3 separate regions of the Pan troglodytes genome follow, and regions 1 and 2 are each linked to region 3. Evidence: chromatin contacts called from public HiChIP or PLAC-seq data. All regions are on one chromosome and are shown on one strand. The core of a region is the stretch at or near the end of the contact, and the rest is flanking DNA. Distances in the headings are between cores, read along the strand shown. Region 1 holds the start of ATF4 (activating transcription factor 4). Region 2 holds the start of LOC129138516 (mitochondrial ribosome and complex I assembly factor AltMIEF1). Region 3 holds the start of CBX7 (chromobox 7).

Region 1 (3,115 bases), core at 245-2,744, 370 kb before region 3:
AGGACCCCTGAGGAAAGGGGAAGAGGTTGCAAGAAGGTGAAGGGGGCAACCTGGTCGGGTTTTGTTAAACTTTCTGGGAGATGGCCAATTGGGTTCACCGTCTGGGGGGGCTCCTTATTAGTCTCCTGGACTAGGGGGGCAAAGAGATCACAAGTGTCATCCAACGTGGTCAGAAGGTCATCTGGCATGGTTTCCAGGTCATCTATACCCAACAGGGCATCCAAGTCGAACTCCTTCAAATCCATTTTCTCCAACATCCAATCTGTCCCGGAGAAGGCATCCTCTGCAAAACATTTGAGTGATGGGGCCAAGTGAGTCAGATACAAAGGTAGGAGGCCCCTAACCCTAGATCCCACCCGGACGATGTGGTGGTGGCCCACTCACCCTTGCTGTTGTTGGAGGGACTGACCAACCCATCCACAGCCAGCCATTCGGAGGAGCCCGCCTTAGCCTTGTCGCTGGAGAACCCATGAGGTTTGAAGTGCTTGGCCACCTCCAGGTAATCATCTAAGAGACCTAGGCTTTCTTCAGCCCCCAAACCCGACTGGTCGAAGGGGGACATCAAGTCCCCCACCAACACCTCGCTGCTCAGGAAGCTCATTTCGGTCATGTTGTGGTGCTTTGCTGGAATCGAGGAATGTGCTTAATTCGAAGGTGTCTTTGTCGGTTACAGCAACGCTGCTGCTGAATGCCGTGAGAAGCCTGAATGAGAATCAGAAGCCAACTCCCATTAGAGGTTAGCTGTTCTGAGAATTTCATCCTTCCACTTATGAGGCGGGACTTCTCTAGATCGGCCATCTAGAGAATCGGGAACAGGGCAGTTGTATCTGCCCCTCCCTGCTTGCAACTCAGGTTCCACAAAATGGACGCTCACGGAGACCAGGCAATTCTTCCACCGGCCGCCAAGAGGAAGGCGCTCCGTCCCCACGTCCAAATGCGGCCAGGGCGGCCGCGCCCCGCCCACCGCCCGCCCTTGACTCACGCCCGCGCCGCCGCCCTGCCGCCGCCATCTTGGTTCCTGCCACGTTTCGCGGGGCAACAGCCAAGACCCCTGGGACCCTTGCGGGGCTCGGGGTCCGAGGGCTGTAGGGCCCCTGGGGAAGCAGTCCGGGCACCCGACTGCGCTTTCCCGATCCCAGGCACGCGAGCGTCTCGGGGACACCCAAGCAAAGACCACGCGTCCCGGGCGCTCGTTAAATCGCTTCCCCCTTGGCGGCACCGCCCTGGCCCCAGGCCGCACCCCACCAATCCAAAACCCGCGTCGGCCCCAGGAGCACAGCTGGACGACCCGCCCCGGTACTCACGCCATGGCTTAAGCCGCTGGGGGTTGCCGCTGCAGAGCCTGGTGCTGCTGCCGCCGCTGCAAAGGCCAATGCTGCCGCAGGCACTGCTGCCCCTAATACGCCATGGTGGCCGTGGACCCTGAGGGCGGGGAGGAGGGAAAACGCACACGTGCAGGGAAAACTACATCTGTGGGCGGGCAAAGTAGAAATGGCTGCAGTGGCCGCCCGCCGGCCCTTTATAGATTTCGTCTCTATGGGGACGCAGCACAGACGCATCCTTCCGCCGCGACCACGTGACCGTCTCCTCCCGCCCGCTCCCTTCCCTCCCTCCCTTTGACGCCCCAACCGTTTATGCCCAGGGCGTAGCTGTGACGAGAAAAGGAGTTTGTTCTTATGGCCTCACGAAAGGAGAGAGGCGTACTACTTTACTAGGCTTCTATGATCAGAGTCCGTTCTTTCCTTCGCCGCCGGAGCGCGGAGTGATCTCCCAGACACGCCTCGCTTCCGGTGTCAGCGCAGTGGGCGGGGAAAGGTCGTTTTCCGGCGAAGAGTTTTTATTGTGAAGGGCGAGGACGCCAGGTTATCGCGCGAGGTGCTGGCGAAGAGCGCGCGTCAAGGTGATTGGCCCAGGCCCGGTGAATCATATATACCTCGAGCTCTTATTGGCTCAGGGCCCTAGATGGGCGGCTGCTGGGAGAGGGATCCCGGGGTCCGCGTGGGAAGGGTAGGGGTCTCGGGTCTCTGCTAGGTCTCTGCTAGTCCTCAGCCAGCCTCGCCTGCTGGCCCGCCACGATCGCGCTGGCTCCTGCCCCCAGGCGGCCTTAGCCCAGCGCACCCCTTAGTGGCCTCAGGGACCAGCCCCTGCGGTCGGATCCCGCCGCCCTCAGTGGAGGTCCGCACTGGTGGCCCCGCCGCCGCTCCCAGCCTGCGCGTCCTTCGGTTGCGGGTGGTGATTTGTGGCCTGCGGAAACCGGGGGGTTACCTGTTCCAAGCCTGAGTTTTCCAGAGGCCCCATTCATAGCCGACACGGCGCTGCTGCCCCCGGGAGGTTGAAGGGGCCTCGAGAGGGCGCGCCGGGCCTGTCCACCTACCCCCAAAGGCCGGCTGAGTCTGCATGGCTCCTCCTAAACTCTGGAAAGGAGCCGGGAAGACGCGCCGTCCTGTCGCCCAACCTGGGTTTTTACAATTTTCATCCGGCTCAAGTGCAAGGCTGCCACAGAATAGCATCATAGAGGAACTTCTGGTGTCCGAAGATTGCGTTCTCCTAAGAACAAGATTTTCTTCGCTGCCGTCTCCCTGGGGTAGTTCGGATTCACTCCGGATTCTGAACTCCCCGGCCTAACCCGCTTTTCAGCAGTCACGCCCATGGCCCAGGGAGGAGAGGCGCTTGGGAACCCACGGCCACTTACTGGGGGTTGTGCGTTGGGAAGGGGTAGTCTGTTTTAAGAATACAAGAAACCTCCCCATCATCTTTCAGCCCCTTCCAGTCAGGCCCTGTGAAGGTGGAAACTTTGAGTTTCCGCCTCCATTTCACTGGGCCACACAAGTATGAGCGCTGTGATATCAAACCACCAGGGAAGCACTGCTCTAAATAACCACAGGCCATCTGCTGCGCTCATTCAACCTCGCCCACAAATCCTTTCCAATGGTAAACCGTGGCCCAATGGGATGAAGCTTCTTGCTCAAAGTCACAAGGCTCCCAGTGGAGGGAGTATGGGGTAGGAGTTAGAAGACAGATTTTGGGGAGCGCATCCAAAAGAATCCTGGCTGGGACATTTTGGCTAAATGACTTATACTCTCTGAGCCTCAGTTTCCTCATTTGTAAAATGAGA
Region 2 (3,196 bases), core at 289-2,788, 350 kb before region 3:
CGTGGGCAAGTCTCCTAACCTCTCTGTGACTGTCTCAGTTCCTCATCTGTGAAGTGAGGATAAAAATCATATTTTGCCCATACGGTTGGCATAAGCACTAAATGAGTTTAATGTATGTGAATATGTTTAGAACAGCACTTGGCACACACGAAGCACTCTATCAACAGCAGCTATTATTAATAGCACCTAGCCAGGTTTGTAAATGCTCAATAAATAATTACATTTAAGTATAAACTGCCACTGCCTTCCTTCAGTAACAATAAACCCTTACACAAGCATATCTGTAAAGTGCTTTGTTGCCCATGACCACATTTAAATTAAGAATCTAGAAGGTGGTCAGGGTTCTTAGTAACAGTAAATGCTTACTGCATTATATTGCACTATATACAACGTGCAATGTTCGAAGCATGTCTCACATAACAACTCATTCTGTCAGCTACCCTAGGGGTCAACATTACCCCATTTTAAGTGGAGGAAACAATCTCCCAGAGGGAAGTAACTTGCCCGCGGGCCCACAACTGTCAAGGGGAGGGCTGCACTCCTGACCCCAACTCTGCCTGCCTCTGGAATGAGTTACCCTTTGCTGGAGCCGGACCGTGTGTACAGCACTTCTGGGTGCTCCACGAACTTTCCCAGCACAGCGCTTGGCACATACAAGGGGCTCAAAATTATGCGTAACGGAGAGAATTTCACAACGTCCCCATGTGGAAGAAATGATCACCTCCGTTTCAGAAATAATGACACCAAGTGGGGGAAGTATTTGGCTGGAAAAAAAGATTGGACTTTGGGCCCAAACTCCGCTAGCCCTTAGCCTCCGGCCTTGCTAACTTCCTGCGCAAGCTTGAGCAAGCCACCATCCCTGCCCATTTTTCCTCAACTGTTTAAGAGATCCCTCGGCCCTAAGGACCTCCCGATGCAGAAAATCAACAGAAGTGTTTGATGCTGTAAAAGGCGACTGTCACGGCGAGGGCTGTAACTACAAGGTCGCTGGGCGACTGGGCGGCTGAGCCCCAGCCAGTCTGCACTTCACCAACCGTGGGGGCCGGGCCGGGGTGCGGAGGCCCAGAGGCCAGGGCAGGCCTGCTTCGGGGCACTGGAGGTCTCCGAGGTTGGGGCGGGGCAGCCGAGGGGTCTCCCAGGGGAAAGTCCCGGGCGGGATGGGGCGAGACCCCCGGCTGCATGCTGGTATAATGACTCCGGGCCGCATGCGAGGCGCCGGCAGCAGCCTGAGAGGAGGCGCTGCAACCTCCCGGCCGCCCAGCCGCCGGCGGCCCTCATTCCTTCTCTCACTCACCCGCAGGCCGCGCGCGCTACCACTCCGCAGGACTCGCCTCTGGCCGGGTACCTCTCCCCGGCTCACCCATCAACATGGCCCCTTCACTTCCGGGACACGACCTTGCGCACGGAGCTGCGAAGGGGCTGAAGGGAGCACGAGGGCGAGCGGAGGCGGAGGGACTTCCGGTCTTCTCCAAGCTCTCTCGGGCCCCGCCCCCTGCGCATGATTCCGCCCCCCAATCCTGAGCCCCGCCTCCGTGTGTGACCTCACCAAGGGACGGGCCTGCAGAGGCCACTCGCGCCCCGCCCACAGAGGACTCCGGTGTCCGGGTCCGGCTGTGGGTACCGGGGTGGTCCCGATGCTGCAGAACTTCAGAGGGCAGGAGGTAGCCTCGCTGTCCAACAAGGCTGCCGCACCGGGTAGGCCCCTCACCTGCTGGCAGCCCCTTAGCCTGTCGGGGTACCTGGCCAGCCTCCTGTACTGTATATGCTGATCTCTGGCTGGGGCCCTGGGGTACCTGAGGGAATTCTAACACTAATATTCAGAGCTCCTCCAAACCCATTTTCTCAGATCGCCTTCTTTTCATCCCTCCATGCTGTTCCTACTCCCCAGGCCCCATGGCTTCTGGCAAACTCCTACCCTTCCTTCAAAGTCTACCTCAAATGTCCCCCTTCACTGGGAAATCTCTCCCAGCCCCTTCCTCGCCTCCCTCTAACACACTCACGTGCCTTCTTTGGGCCCCACGGAAATGTCTGCACATCTTAAGCCTCATAATCTGTTCAACAACAAAACGTATTTCTTGGCGCCTACCATTTGCCAGGCACTGTAATTTACCCATTTGCTTCTCTGTCTCTCACTAGATTTGAGGACGGAGGCCGTGTCTCTATGGAAGCTCCCTCCCCCAACTGCCTCCCTCCATGCCTGGCTCTGCCAAGCCCAGGGCCTGGGGCTTTGGAGTCCGGGGCCACTGGGGCCACCGCTGGCTCCTAGTTCCAGTTCCACCACTTAGGGACAGCTGCCCTCTGCCAAGTTTCCTAACCTCACCCAGCCTTGGGGCTGTGGTGAGGATTAAAAGGTAATATCTACCAGTAGAGGGGTGGGCAATTGCAGAATAGTCAGGCTATCTGATAAAAGGACGAGAACCAGGAGAAGAACATTGCAGGGAAGAGCATTTCAGGCCTCCCCCCAGGTAAGCCTTTAAGCTCAGCGTGGTCTAGGAGCCACAGGGAGAAAGCCAGTGCTTTCGCAGCTGGGTGAGCAGGAGCTGGGAAAGAGGCCAGAGGGGAGGCCCTTATCAGAACTGGGAGGGAGATGGCGGGTGCAAAGGAACCACAGCAGGGTTCAGAGCCAAGAAGTGCTGGGATCTGACTTCCCTTTCAACGGGATCTGTCTGGCTTGAGAATAACGGAATGGAACCAGGGCTGAGGCAGGGAGACCAATCAAGAGTCTGTTGCAGGGCTGGGCACGGTGGCTCACGCCTGTAATCCCAGCACTTTGGGAGGCTGAGGTGGGCGGATCTACTTGAGGTCAGGAGTTCGAGACCAGCCTGACCAACATGGTGAAACCCCATCTCTACTAAAAATACAAAAATTAGCCGGGAGTGGTGGCATTGTACCTGTAATCCCAGTTACTTGGGAGGCTGAGGCAGGAGAATTGCTTGAGCCTGGGAGGCAGAGGTTGCAGTGAGCCAAGATCGCGCTACTGTACTCCAGCCTGGGCGACAGAACAAGACTCGGTCTCAAAAAAAAGAAAAAGAAAAGAAAAGAAAACCAAGATGGAGAGAGGCATAGTAGTTTCTAAGACACTGAGCTAAGAAGGAAAGAAGCTTTCAGTGGAAGCCAAGTCTGTCTTACTCTGAAATGTGTGTTCTTTCCACTCTTTCAGGCTGCCCTAATTTGCTTTTTAAAGAATTTTGTGACC
Region 3 (3,034 bases), core at 406-2,905:
CCAGTCCTACAGTGTTTATCCCAGTAATGACAATCTGGATTCTTAAATTCGTCAAAGTGTATTTGATATCTATCTTTACCTTCCTCCTGAAGAATATAAGGATCTTAGAACACTTTAACTCCATTCACCCAAGTAAATGCCATCACTGTTGTGTATTTTAAATCTGTTTTTATCCAGAAGACATTGTTATTGTTTCACACTATCGCTGTTCTTCATTTTTCTTTATTCCCAGTTTCATCAGACCTCCGTCTGGGATCATCTTTTTCCTGCCTGAAGTTCCCGCTTTGGAATCTCCCTCCGGAGGGTCTGCCAGTGGCAAACTCTTAAGTTTTTGTATTTGTAAGTGCTATGATTTCACCTACGTTCTGGATACATGTGCCTCATACTGGGTACATAATTCTTGAAATACATTTTCACTGAATATATAAGTCTAAGATGATGGTTATTTTCTCTCTGGCTTTGTTGCTCTTGATGAAAAGTCAGGTGTGAATCTATTATTCTCTTTTTCTATGTGCCAGAAAGAGGTGTTGGATTTTATTGTGAGGGAAATAGGGAGGAAAATTTTTAAGCACAGGGTGACCCCGTCAGATCTGCATTTTAGAAGCACACTCTGGCACTGTGTGGCTCAGATCGGAGGGAGGGCAGCTCCGCGAGGTCTCTGCTGTGGTCCAGAGAAAAGACGGGGCGAACCTGGGAGGTGGCTGCGGTGAGGGAAGGCAGACCAGAGTCCCCGAGGGGATGCCGGAGCGACAGAAGTTGGGGTCAGTGCAGGAAGGAGCAGGGACGACTCCGGGCTCCCAGTGAGGAATGGAGGCGCGTTAGCGAAAAAGGAAGGGGGGTGGGGAATCAAGAGTTCGTCTCGTGCCACAAATGGCTGAGCCCCCACTACGCACCTAGCGCCCAGTACACGCGGGTTTGGGGAAGGCTGGGGCAGCGCGGCGGCAAAATCCGTCCCCGGGGGACCTCAGCTCCACCGCGGCCGCTCCTGCCGCGAACGAGGGACCGGCCCGGGAGCCCTCGAGGCAGCGCCCGCGTCTGACCCGTGCGTCTGGGCACCGACCACCGAGGGTCGGATGGACAAATGGAAGGGCGGATGGAGGGGTGGGTGGACGGACGTGGAGACACTGGCCAAACTGCGCCGCGGAGAAGGCCGGATTAGGGAGACCTCGGCCCTGCGACGTCCGGACACGGTGGGAAGCCTTTTGGGTCCCGGCTTTCCTGCAACTCGAGGGGCTGCGCCTCGGGCCCAGTCTCCTCCGCTGCGGGAGGTGAGCAAATGGCCTCCCCGCTCTGAGCCTTGACTTTGTCGTCGGCTCCACTGGGCCCTGCCACTTCGGCCCCTGGCAGTCACCGGGAGGCTATGAGGCGCCCGCCTGGGTATTAAGGATCACGTCCCGCCCCGGCGTCACAGCGAGACGGGGCGCGCGAGCCTCCGCCCCGCCCCAGCCGGTGACCGAGCCAAATAAGTCCCACGGCCGCGCTCGCGGCTCGCGGCCCGCGGCCCAATCGCAACCCGCGGGGGCGGATCCCGGGGGCGCGGCTCCGACGGGGGCGGGGCTCCGACGGGGGCGGGGCTCGGGGGCGGGGCTCGGGGGCGGGGCTGACCCTCAGGGCGCGAGCCGAGCCCGCGGCCGGTCCGCGCGCTCCCGCCCCGCCCCCTCCTTGCGCGCGCTCGCTCGCTGGCGCCGAGGAAAACGTTGCGCAGGTTCAAAAATGGAACGTCGGCGGCGTGAGGGAGCGCGAGGGGGTGTGCGCGCGTGCGCGTGCGCGCCCGGACGAGGGTGACGGGGACCCCGCCAGCCCCAGCATCGCGCGCCGCAGCCGCGGCCCCGCAGCTCCGCCCCCGGCCCGGCCCGGCCCCGGGCCCGCTCGCCCGCCGCCCCGCATGGAGCTGTCAGCCATCGGCGAGCAGGTGTTCGCCGTGGAGAGCATCCGGAAGAAGCGCGTGCGGAAGGTGAGGCTGCCCGGGGGCGGCTCCCAGGACCCCAGTGGGGTCCCTCCCGTCCCCAGCACCGCTCCCTCCACGCTGGGGCTGAAGGGGAAAGCGGGGCGCGGGGGCCCCGGCAGCCCTGCGCTGCTGGGCCCGTCTCCCCAGCCCGTGCCTCAGTTTCCCTGCCACCGTGTAGGGCGAGTAGAACAAAAGTTGTCGCTCCAGGATGCTAGTGGCGGCCGAGCCTGCCTGAGCTGGAGATTAGGATCGGACGTAGGGATCCTCAGCGCCATCCCACCTCGCTCCCCTTTTATTGTAAATATGGGGAGACTGAGGCCCAAGTTGAAAGGACTTGCCTAGCGCGTTATGGTCAGAGCTGGGTCTTGAACTCGGGACTCTGGACGTTGGCACCAAATCCTTTCAAGTTGTAAGTGGAGCTTTGGAAAAGTCTCCTCCGGCCTCTGAAGTTTTCCTGCTGGACTTTGGCCTTTTCCGATCCTGCCCCCTCTACCCCCACCCGAGCACATCCCTATTCCCCGCCCCCACCCCCACCTCAACTCCTAGCCCAGGCCAGGGCTCTGAAGCCCGCCCCCTGCGCTGGGGCATCCCCTAGTCTCCTACCCCATCTGCCTTCTTCAAAACATACACCCTGCAATTTAGGAGGTGTCTGTTCTGCTGGTTTCAGAACCCCACACTTTGGGGCTAGACTTTGTCCGGGCCTGGCGTCTACACCTCCCGTGCACTTGTTTGGCGAGGGGGCTCGCCTAAGGCTGGGGAAATCCTTGGGGAGAAGTTCCTTTCCTGTTATGCACTACTGTCCTTCCTTTGTCTCCTCCTCCCTGCAGCCCTTTGGGAGGCTCCAGGCCGACTGGGAGGGGCCTTAGGGGGTCACCTCCTCCCATTTAACAGAGACAAAAACTGAGGCCCAGGCAGAGGAAGTGACCTGCTCAAGGTCACCGAGCAAGTTAGATAGGGAGGTAGAGCAGGAGCTCAACTGGGCTGATTGGCAGCCCATCTTCTTTCTCCATAGAGAAAACTCAGTCCTGGCATCTCGGGCCAAGGGTGAAGGTCAAGGTGGTCAGGAGCATCTTTTCTTCCTCCAGC

Evidence for each region. HiChIP or PLAC-seq counts read pairs in DNA pulled down with a chosen protein or histone mark.
Region 1: a contact with region 3 is called in an H3K4me3 HiChIP or PLAC-seq map of stem cell-derived excitatory neurons, with 8 times the contacts expected there. The contact joins the promoter of ATF4 here to the promoter of CBX7 in region 3. A contact is called at or near these places in 1 of 7 Hi-C or Micro-C datasets (induced pluripotent stem cells) and 1 of 1 datasets of contacts at active chromatin or transcription factors (stem cell-derived excitatory neurons).
Region 2: a contact with region 3 is called in an H3K4me3 HiChIP or PLAC-seq map of stem cell-derived excitatory neurons, with 4 times the contacts expected there. The contact joins the promoter of LOC129138516 here to the promoter of CBX7 in region 3. A contact is called at or near these places in 1 of 7 Hi-C or Micro-C datasets (induced pluripotent stem cells) and 1 of 1 datasets of contacts at active chromatin or transcription factors (stem cell-derived excitatory neurons).

What each region holds. Positions count from the first base shown.
Region 1 is chr23:41,517,072-41,520,186 of NHGRI_mPanTro3-v2.0_pri, reverse strand. It overlaps ATF4 (activating transcription factor 4), which reads right to left and starts at 1,494. Exons shown (of 3, transcript NM_001252517.2): 1 at 1,305-1,494; 2 at 385-702; 3 at 1-283. The coding sequence starts at 610.
Region 2 is chr23:41,498,560-41,501,755 of NHGRI_mPanTro3-v2.0_pri, reverse strand. LOC129138516 (mitochondrial ribosome and complex I assembly factor AltMIEF1) reads right to left here and starts at 1,538. Exons shown (of 4, transcript XM_054675905.2): 1 at 1,295-1,538; 2 at 20-46. It overlaps LOC107970250 (a long non-coding RNA gene), which reads left to right and starts at 1,526. Exons shown (of 2, transcript XR_001712715.4): 1 at 1,526-1,695; 2 at 2,137-3,196.
Region 3 is chr23:41,151,321-41,154,354 of NHGRI_mPanTro3-v2.0_pri, reverse strand. It overlaps CBX7 (chromobox 7), which reads left to right and starts at 1,655. Exons shown (of 6, transcript XM_515139.8): 1 at 1,655-1,954. The coding sequence starts at 1,886. The region is part of intron 1 of LOC129138513 (a long non-coding RNA gene); the gene reads right to left.